Linked DNA regions of Gossypium hirsutum: region 2 is linked to region 1. A link is a contact called in public Hi-C data. All regions are on one chromosome and are shown on one strand. The core of a region is the stretch at or near the end of the contact, and the rest is flanking DNA. Distances in the headings are between cores, read along the strand shown. Region 1 holds the start of LOC107951878 (origin of replication complex subunit 3). Region 2 holds the start of LOC107951879 (growth-regulating factor 4).

Region 1 (4,637 bases), core at 647-3,146:
TTATTAGAATAACAGGAATCTTGATAACCCATTCACTGACAGAAACAAAAAGGCAAGTGCAATACAGATTATTAGGTGAGTGTGATTTGTTTGTTACCATTGGTACATTTTACTTCCAAAAGAAAAAAAAAATAGAAACTGCGTTTGGATATAAGAGCAAATAATAAAGACAGGTTTTAGGTATGTATTTGGATATAAAAGCAAGAAAATAACTTGATATTAGATAAAAGGCTCTGAATCCAAAAACTAACAGCAAGCAACACTTATACTAGGAGATGAATAGTAAAGTGAATTTAAACCTAGTGTCAAAAGCATTGAGAGCAAGGAAAAGTCTGGTTTCATAAAAAAAAAAAACATAATGCAGTATCATAAGACTGATCCAGAGCAAGGAGAATCTGAGTAGATAAGTAAATGATAAAGAGATAGTTTAGGACTTTCAGGTTGAAAAAGAATGAGAGGATGTGCTGTAATACCTTAACATAAGGATGAAATCAGACAAGACAGACCCACAACATCGCTCGATGTCATCAATAATCACAACCACTGGATTATTGCAGTTTTCTTCTCTGTACCATGATGCTAAGATTGATATGTCAGCTGGCTGCTCAAACAAAAAGGGAAATAAGGAACAAGCTCAAGTTACAAACTGCAAGTAAATTATCGTTCAACAGTCAAAGAGAGCTGTTACCAGTACTTACATCCAAAGAAGACATTAAAAACTGTCTTAATAAACTTCTTAGGCAACCACCAACCCCATTTTTGGCAGTAAAGTCAAGTGAGGAAAGGTTAGCAACATGGCATCCTTGATATTTCAAGTGTTTTCCAAGTTCTTCAAAAGTCAGTAGATCATCAACAAACTCCATATTCTCTGTCAACCATTATATACCATAAAGAATAGCTTTTGTAAACGATATATTTATAGCATGCATCATGCACCCAACGAGATAGACCAAAGAATTTTAGTTAAACAAGGTAAGGGCAACAACTCCAACCAAACATTAAACTAAAGTAAGAAGCATAAAACTTACTAGTAAGAACAAGCCCAGTAAATAGCCTTTTAGAATTAGCATCGGTTATAATAGGGAATGATTGAGTAGCTTCAGGAAACTCGGGAGTCCCAAGTGATCTGATTGTGTCAAAAGATTGATGCACCCAAGTTTGTATTTCGCTAAACACGTTCGTATTAATAACTCTCAAAACATCCTGCAAAGCTATACAATTTTTAAAAGGGAAAAGTAAAAGCGTAAGGAATAAATAAACTAGGACTTTTACCTACTTTAATGGTTGATTCAATTTTTGACCAAACAAATTCAAAGGCTTCCATTCTCAAGTTCATGTTTTCATCTTCCTTTTCGTCTTCGATATTCGCAGAATTCTTTGGTGATGCTGAAGACAAATCGAATCTCCTTGTTCTTCCAGTTCCTGATGATTTTCTATCTGATTTCCGAGACGGTCCTTTTTGAAGAACAAAAAACGGCTGCCATGTTTTTTTGGGGAAAAATAATTAATAAAAATCTATTCAAAACCTCAACATATTCAAAGTTAACTAAATAAGTACTTTTAACCATGAAATATATGCCATGCATTTTTTTAAAATAAATTTACAACGAAGACTTTTTTCTGAGAACCAAGCAGAAAAACGTATAAAGTGTGATTTATTATTTTTTTTTGGGAAATGAAACAAAAACATTTTTTTATGAAAAAAAAACAATCACAGGGAAAGGAACCTGGAGATTATTTTCGGTGAAGGCTTCGTCAATGGTTGAAGGAGGCGAATCGTCATTTAACGAAGGAGCCATTGATTTTGATTTTGATCGTTTTGATAGATTTTAGAGGAATTTTTATGCCATTTTTAGGGTTTATGGGTATGTTTTGTGAGCCAGTTTCTACATTCCAGTTTTCAATCCAGGGGTTCTTTCCTTTCAGTTTTGGCGGGAAATGCCTCAGGGGTATAAATGTCAAACAAAAATATTTCTCTTGATTTTGAGTGGGCTGAGCCATATTTCTAGATCTTAGTCAGGCTCTTCAATATCCAAATTCAAACGGGCCATCCACTTCTTTTTGTATTATCATTTTCATTCTTGCAAGGCCCACATAAAACAAATTAAATTATGAATTTGTAAAAAGAATTATTTTATAAAAAATTACAAATATATCTATAAAAAATTAAAATATTAACTAAATGTGTGTTTGATAAAAATTAAGTGCTGAAAAATTAAGTACTGAATTTTTATTGCTAAATTTTATAAGTGTTGAATTTATATTAGAAAATTGTTTGATAAATTACTAAATATAATTATTGAATATAATTAAGTTGTTTGGTAAAAGGAAGGATTGATTTTAAAAGATTATTCATTTTTTAAAATTTAATCTTATTAATATAATATAATATATTATATTATATTATTTTGGAGAGTTTTGGATAAAAGCTACATATGGTAATTTGAATATCTTTTTTTTAAAAAAAAGATAATTTATTTTAATTTTTTAATAAAATAAAATCAACTTAATATTTTCTCCATTAAGTGATAAGTAGCTACCTACCTACCTACTTATCTTATTCCACACTTTTTTATTGAAAATTTTATATTAAGCAAAAAATTAAAATAATTATCAAACACATTTAAAATATTAAATGTTGAAAATTTTCATTTTTAGTAAAACTTAACTTCCATCCATCCTAATATCCTCAAGACTCGTTTGGCATCAAAGCCAAGGAGGAACAGATAACTATAAGTTTTGGAAATCTTCAAATTTGTTTTCAATACCTTCGAGTTCTAATTTAACTATCTTTGTTAAAATATTATTATTTTTGTTGAGTATTGATACACAATCCAGAAAGCCATGAGTTAGGCATGTTTAGGAAAAAGTATCCTTGTAGGCAATTTTAGTAATTTAGAAATTTTGATAGTAGAACCCTTATAAGAAATTCGAAAACAAAAAGATATTTCCTTCCCTTAGGAGAACCAATTCTTCTACAAGTTTTACTGTAACACCCCAAAATTGAGCCTAGTAGTTTTAGGGGTATATTCAAATATTAGTTTTAGTGTGCTCGAGAATTTTATAAGCATGGTAGTTGGAAATATTTTTTACTATAGTTTTTAAAAAATTAAATCAATTTTTGAAAAAGATGTTCAAAGGACCTTTAATTTGAAAAGTGGACTGATTTGTAAAAAGGTCTAAATTTTGAACTTTTAAGAGGCAAATAAATCAAAATTTAAAATCAGCCCATATTTCCCACTTTTCACCTTAGTTTTGACGTGAATAAAAGAAAAGAAAAGAAACATTCTCTTCCTTTTTGTTGTGCCATCCCTTTGAGACCCCCAACCTCAATCGCCTATTTTGATCTTCCAAACTGTAATCCTTTAATTTCTATCATCACCCAAGCCATAAACCTCCATAGAATTCCAAGAAAAACACTCAAATCACCATAGATTTCTCCATTGTTAAGTTTTTGGGTTTCTTCGGGTTTTTTATCAAATGCTTGGTTTTCGTAAACTAAGGTAACGATTCAACTCTTAAATAGTTTTAAATGTTATTTAGTCTTTAAAACTAAGTTTTTAGTCATTAAATCGCATGTTTTGAATAAAAGTTGAAAATTGGATCATTAATGGTGGATTTCAAGATTTTGTGTAAAAACGTGGTTTCAAAGTGTTTTTCAATTATTTTTTATGTAATTAGAAGGTTTCTAAATTTACTTTAAATTTTCGTTAAAGAATTCTTGAGTTATAATTAATTTTCGTTAAAATTACCATGAACATGTCAAAAATTTTGATACCATGAATTGAGTAGTTGTGTAGTTTAAAGGTTGAGAATTTGTCATGGGTGAATAATCAGATGAACAGAATCAGTTTTAGACGAAAATATTAAATATAGACCGAAATATTTGGAATTTAAGTTTGCTATGTCGAAGGTTTCAGTTACTTGAGAACTTAGCTTAGGCTTATGTTTTTTATTGCTTAAGTTGAGTCCTTAGTTGATTGTTGAATGTGTTGTTGTATGATTTATTATGTTGAAGCTTCAGATTCGTTAAGACCATCTACTAGTTAAGGAAAGACTAGTTTGAGCTTTCAGCATTTCGACGAAAGTGTAATTGGTGAGTGTTTGGAATAAATGCTTGTGGACACGATTCAATACATTAATTAGGAATTTAGAAGTAGCCTAAATCCCTATTCTAAATCTCAAGTGTAAGCTTTTCATACTCATGAATTTATATGTGAAAATGTGTTGTGAATTTGTGATTATAATGTGACATTTGTGATGTGTAATAAGCTTATGATGGATATTCTGAAAGCGTTGGTTGTGAGCATGTTTTATGTGTCATATGACAATGAATATGTTGTGCTTATAATGTGATTATGTAGAGATAAAGTGCAGTGAATGATAAGTAAATGTGTGTGTTAATAACGGATATTTTGGCCTTGTAAACCTTGAGACTGTTAGATATAGTTGGCATGCCATAGAATTGTGAGTACTCACCTATATGTGTTATGTGATTTGGGTGTTGAGGCCCTGGGACATGTTGGAGAGATAAAGGAATGTGAGCTAAGCTCCATTCAACGGGACATGTTTGGTGTGATGGTGAATGTTAGCTATAAGCTTCACTTTTGGGATATGTTTGACTTTATAAGTCATTT
Region 2 (4,637 bases), core at 1,238-3,737, 380 kb after region 1:
AGCAGGGCCCAGAACCCTGAACTCAACAGAAACTTTAAAAGCTTCAGCAAGATCTCCATTTACACAAATGTGAAGGAATCTGCAATTTTACTTCTACCACACAATCAAAATATATGGGCCCAGCAAATGATGTATTTCACTTCCGCACAGCTGGAAATTCCAGAATTCGAATCTGAAAAAGGGTTAACAATCTAATCCTCCAAACAAAATTATTGGTGCAAAATTGCCAACCCTTCTCAGTGTAGGCATTACCCTAAACAAAAGACACCAAAATTTAATGTCGTAAACGGAAAAGAAATATTATGAAGGAATCAAGTTCTGGTTTTAGTTCTTTTCTATAACATGCAAAGAATGAAATTATGCGAAACTAAAACGCATGAAATGAGGATTACCTATGATCTTTGCTTGGGATTCCATAGGGGATTGACTCAATATGATAATGGGACTGATTAGGTCCAGAAGCAGTAACTTGTTGAGTACCACTGAAGGCATGTAACGGAAGGCACTGGAAGCTTCCAGTCCCACCACTGTTTCCAGAAACAGTCAATGATGTCACAGTAGATGATGACTGTGCCATAGTTTGCGATTCCACAGGCTTTCTTGAACGGTTACGGCCACGATGCATATGCCGCTCACAGTACTTGGAGTCAGGGTATGCATCTTTGGAGCAACGCCATTTCTTGCCGTCGGTCCTCCGGCATCTTCCTGGCTCCGGATCCACCTTCTTCCCATAGAAGGAACAATACCCCACTGCAAATTTACACTCAAAAACTCTGATTCATTACTAGCTAGGTTTTCTTCAACAAAAAGGAACAAGATTGACAAAACAAGAATAAAGTAAGTTACAAGTAAAACAAGAAAACGGAACATCAGCAACAATGACAACATAATAAATTATAACAATGATGTTAGAAAACTCTAAAATTACAAGCATCAAAATATGAATAAAGAATTGTCAAAAAGTGATATAATAATTGATGATTAAGACATCAGCAATATCACATGGATGAATAAAGAAATACAGAAGAAAAGGATTTGGCATCACCTTAGAAGAATCTTTTGAGATAAACTACTATAAAAGTAAAAGAAATTTAAAGACAATCCATGACGAAAGGTAATATCACCAGAAGAAACCAACTTAACACACACAAACAACAAAGAAAGGAAAGCAACTGAAACATAGAACCAAGTGTTTTTCTTTTCTTTTTTTTTCTTTTTTTTTTTTTTTTGCTTTTCAAACTTGTATGTAAGAAAATTGAGGAAAAAAGCGAAAACGACTAATCTTGGTCCTAGAAATGTGATTTTAATAAGCAAGTAAAGAGATTATCCCCAAAACCCAACAGCTCTTCAAAGTCAATTAATTTAAGGAATGTTTCCCAACCTATCCCACTGGAAGTAAAAAGCATCATCGAAAAATCAAATATCCACTCAACCATATCAAAATCTTTTATCTTAAAACCCATTAAAAAGGGGGAAACCATCTCTTGCAAATGAGCAATCTTTTTACTTATTTATTTTTTAGTCATAAAAAAAAGTATGAAGCAATTTCAACCCCAATTTTATTTAAAATCTGGTTATGGTTCAAATCAAAAAAAAAAAATTGATTATGGTTTTCAAAATAAAGAGATCAATATAGAAAAAAGAGATCTCTTTTTTTTTTTTACAAGAAAACACCTGCATACTGAACAAGATTCCTCAAATCAAAACAAACACACCCAGAGGACAAAAAAAAAACTCAAAACATCAAAGGTTTAGAAAAGAATAATAAAAGAAAAGGGGAGATAAAAGAGAAGGGGAGATTAAAAATAAAAATAAAAGATGAAAGAAAATCATATTGGGCTTACTGGTGGGGTGGTGAAAGAACCTATGAGAAATGGACTCAAAGCTCTTCTGAATAGGGAGCACAAGATCAGGTGGCACAGGCAAACCTGCCATCATATACTTAAAGATCAAAGCTTGATGTTCCAGTTCTTGCCATTGTGACACTGTAAATGGTGATGACCTTATTGCCATCATCCCCCCACCACCATTCCCAGCCCCTCCTCCCCCAACGCCACCACCGCCACCTCCACCGCCACTATTCATCTCCAACGCTACCCAAGAAACTTGTATTTATAAATATATCAATAGCAAGAGAAAAAAAGAACTCGCTATGCTCACTTTTTCCTTCTTTATTCCTAGAAGTTAACCTACTTTTTGTAACTTCAAAAGCCTTTTAAACCCACAAACTGTAACATGTTTTTAGGACTAATAAGAAGAAAAACTTGGGGACATAGATCAAAAAGAACCTCTATCTTCCAACATATTTCTTGTTCCTTCTATTACTATGTCACAAAGTCTCTATCTAACATATATATCTGATTTGCTTCGCTTTGTTATGTGTTAAGGAGAAAAGGGAAGGGAGTGCCTGGGCAGGAATCCCCAAAGCCCAAGTTTAGTCCCATCTTTTTTTTCTTTTCTTTTTTTTTTTTTTTGAATATAAGTTTAGTCCCATCTTTAATGGGGAAGACAAAAGCCCTTTTTCTCGTAACAATAATGTTAGGGTTAATTATGGCTTAATTGAGTCAATGGTTAGACTAATAAATACTTGAATTTAATTAGCTAAGTGTGGATTAATTAGTTTAATTTGATTGGATAAATTAATGGTAATAAAGGGGAAGAGTTCCTAAAATAGGACAAGGGGTGTCTGAACCAGAGATGTTGTTTGTTGTTTGTTGTTGTTGGGAAGAGGTTGTGTTGTCTTGAGATGAAGTGATGTGTGAGACAGCTTTCGGTAACCAGTCAAATGTGGATAAAGAGAAAGAACCCATTGACATTGCAAAATTATTATTTGATAAATTATCTTTCAATTAACTGTCACATTTTTTTAGATCATTTTTTAAATATCTAAGAAAACTATTATTTAGTAACAAAAAATATATAATTTAAGATATATTTGATTTTTTTAAGTTTTACTTGTAAAATTAAAAATATATGTAAAGATAAAATAAAAATAAGTGTTAACTTATTTACGTGCATATGAAATCTAAAAAAGAAAAAATTACACGCTATATAAAAATTAGTTTTTTTATTTATACATGTATATATATATTTCTTTTACTGTTCAGGAATAGGTTTCTTTTTTCTTTTTTCTTTATAATTCTGTAAAAACCTTAATAAAACACGGAGATCTTTCTAGCGTCCGGACGTGGGTTTTTTAATAGGATAGGACCCACTATAGTTTTAAATTGACTGTCATGGTTGAGGTAGATGAAGGAATTTTATGTGTAAAAAGTAAACTGGTGTTAATATTTTTTTAAGGTTGTGGTCATCATTCAACTTCAAAAATTAATAAAATTATTAATGAATTATTTGATAGTTTTTATTTAAATTATTATATTATTAAAATTGATATCGTACTGTCTTTTCTATTCAAATGGTTTACGCTAATTAAAAACTTTCATTTCTCTTTTTTTTTATAGTTCATTCTTTTATGAAACAATTCAATGTCGTAATTCTACAAACTAAGATTCATAAAGTTTTCTTCTTTGATTTTTAAAATTGACCATCAAATTAACTTGAATTTAAAATTTGTTTTTCTACTTATCAGTGAATACTGATCCACCCTACCAATCATCGAATTGTCAATTGGAGCTCACTAGCCAAACTTATTAATAGTTTAGTGACTTAAATAAAAAAAATTAACAACCTAGAGATTTAAATAAAAACTTTCGAATAATTCAGTAACTTAAATAAAAACTTTTAAATATCCAATGATCTTTTTGTAACTTGCTGAAGTTAAGTGACCAAAATATAAACTTATTAATAGTTTACTGACATTGGATGTAGTTTACCTTAATTTTAATTGGCATAATGAGTTTTTTAGCCCTACAACTTTACAAAAAAGTTATTTAAGCCCTCCATGTAAATTTTTGTCTCTTTTAACCCTTGAGTTTGTATTTTTTGTCAAATCACTCCAAAATTGATGGAAAAGTTAATGTTTGTTTCCTTTGCTGACATGGTATATACATGGATTGCCACCTAGATGACACGTCAAAATTTAATTTACTTTTTAAGTTTTTTAAAATATGTTTTTTATAATTTTAATTTTTTTAATTTTTAAAAAGTTTTTATAATTTTTATAATTTTAAATTTTTAAAAATTAAGTAAATATTGACATGTCATCCACATATGCAACGTCAAAAAAGTTTAAAAAAAAGTTAAATTTTCTATTCATTTTTAGGTGATTTGACAAATAAAAATAAATTTAAAGGCTAAAAAGATGAAAAATTAAGTAGGGAGCTAAAAAAAATTTTTTTATATATATAAAATGGAAGGGTGAAACCATTTTAATCTAACCTTTTAATTTTAGAAATTATTTGTTAAAAGCGAGGGTTTGTTTTAAATTACTAAGTAATTTTATGTAATTATATTTTAATTTATTAATATTATTTTTATTTCATATGATTAATATCGGTGATGTAACTGTTGGAAAAGAAATTAACAGCATGTTTGGTTCAATGTAATGAATTATGCATTCAACTCAAATTCAATAGGCCCACATTAAAGTAAATGTTTGGTATAGTGTAATTGTTTATTATGGGTGTTGATGTTTATCTCTCTATTCCCACTAATCACTAAATAGAGGCTGAATACCA

The links. A called contact is a pair of places that touch in the nucleus more often than the background predicts.
Region 2: a Hi-C map of leaf shows a contact between it and region 1, with 4 times the contacts expected there. The contact joins the promoter of LOC107951879 here to the promoter of LOC107951878 in region 1. A contact is called at or near these places in 5 of 34 Hi-C or Micro-C datasets (callus, leaf, petal and 1 more).

The regions. Positions count from the first base shown.
Region 1 is chrA02:93,774,787-93,779,423 of Gossypium_hirsutum_v2.1, forward strand. It overlaps LOC107951878 (origin of replication complex subunit 3), which reads right to left and starts at 1,897. Exons shown (of 18, transcript XM_016887047.2): 1 at 1,728-1,897; 2 at 1,277-1,477; 3 at 1,029-1,203; 4 at 699-868; 5 at 474-601; 6 at 1-35. The coding sequence starts at 1,799.
Region 2 is chrA02:94,152,965-94,157,601 of Gossypium_hirsutum_v2.1, forward strand. It overlaps LOC107951879 (growth-regulating factor 4), which reads right to left and starts at 2,488. Exons shown (of 4, transcript XM_016887048.2): 1 at 1,845-2,488; 2 at 393-750. The coding sequence starts at 2,085.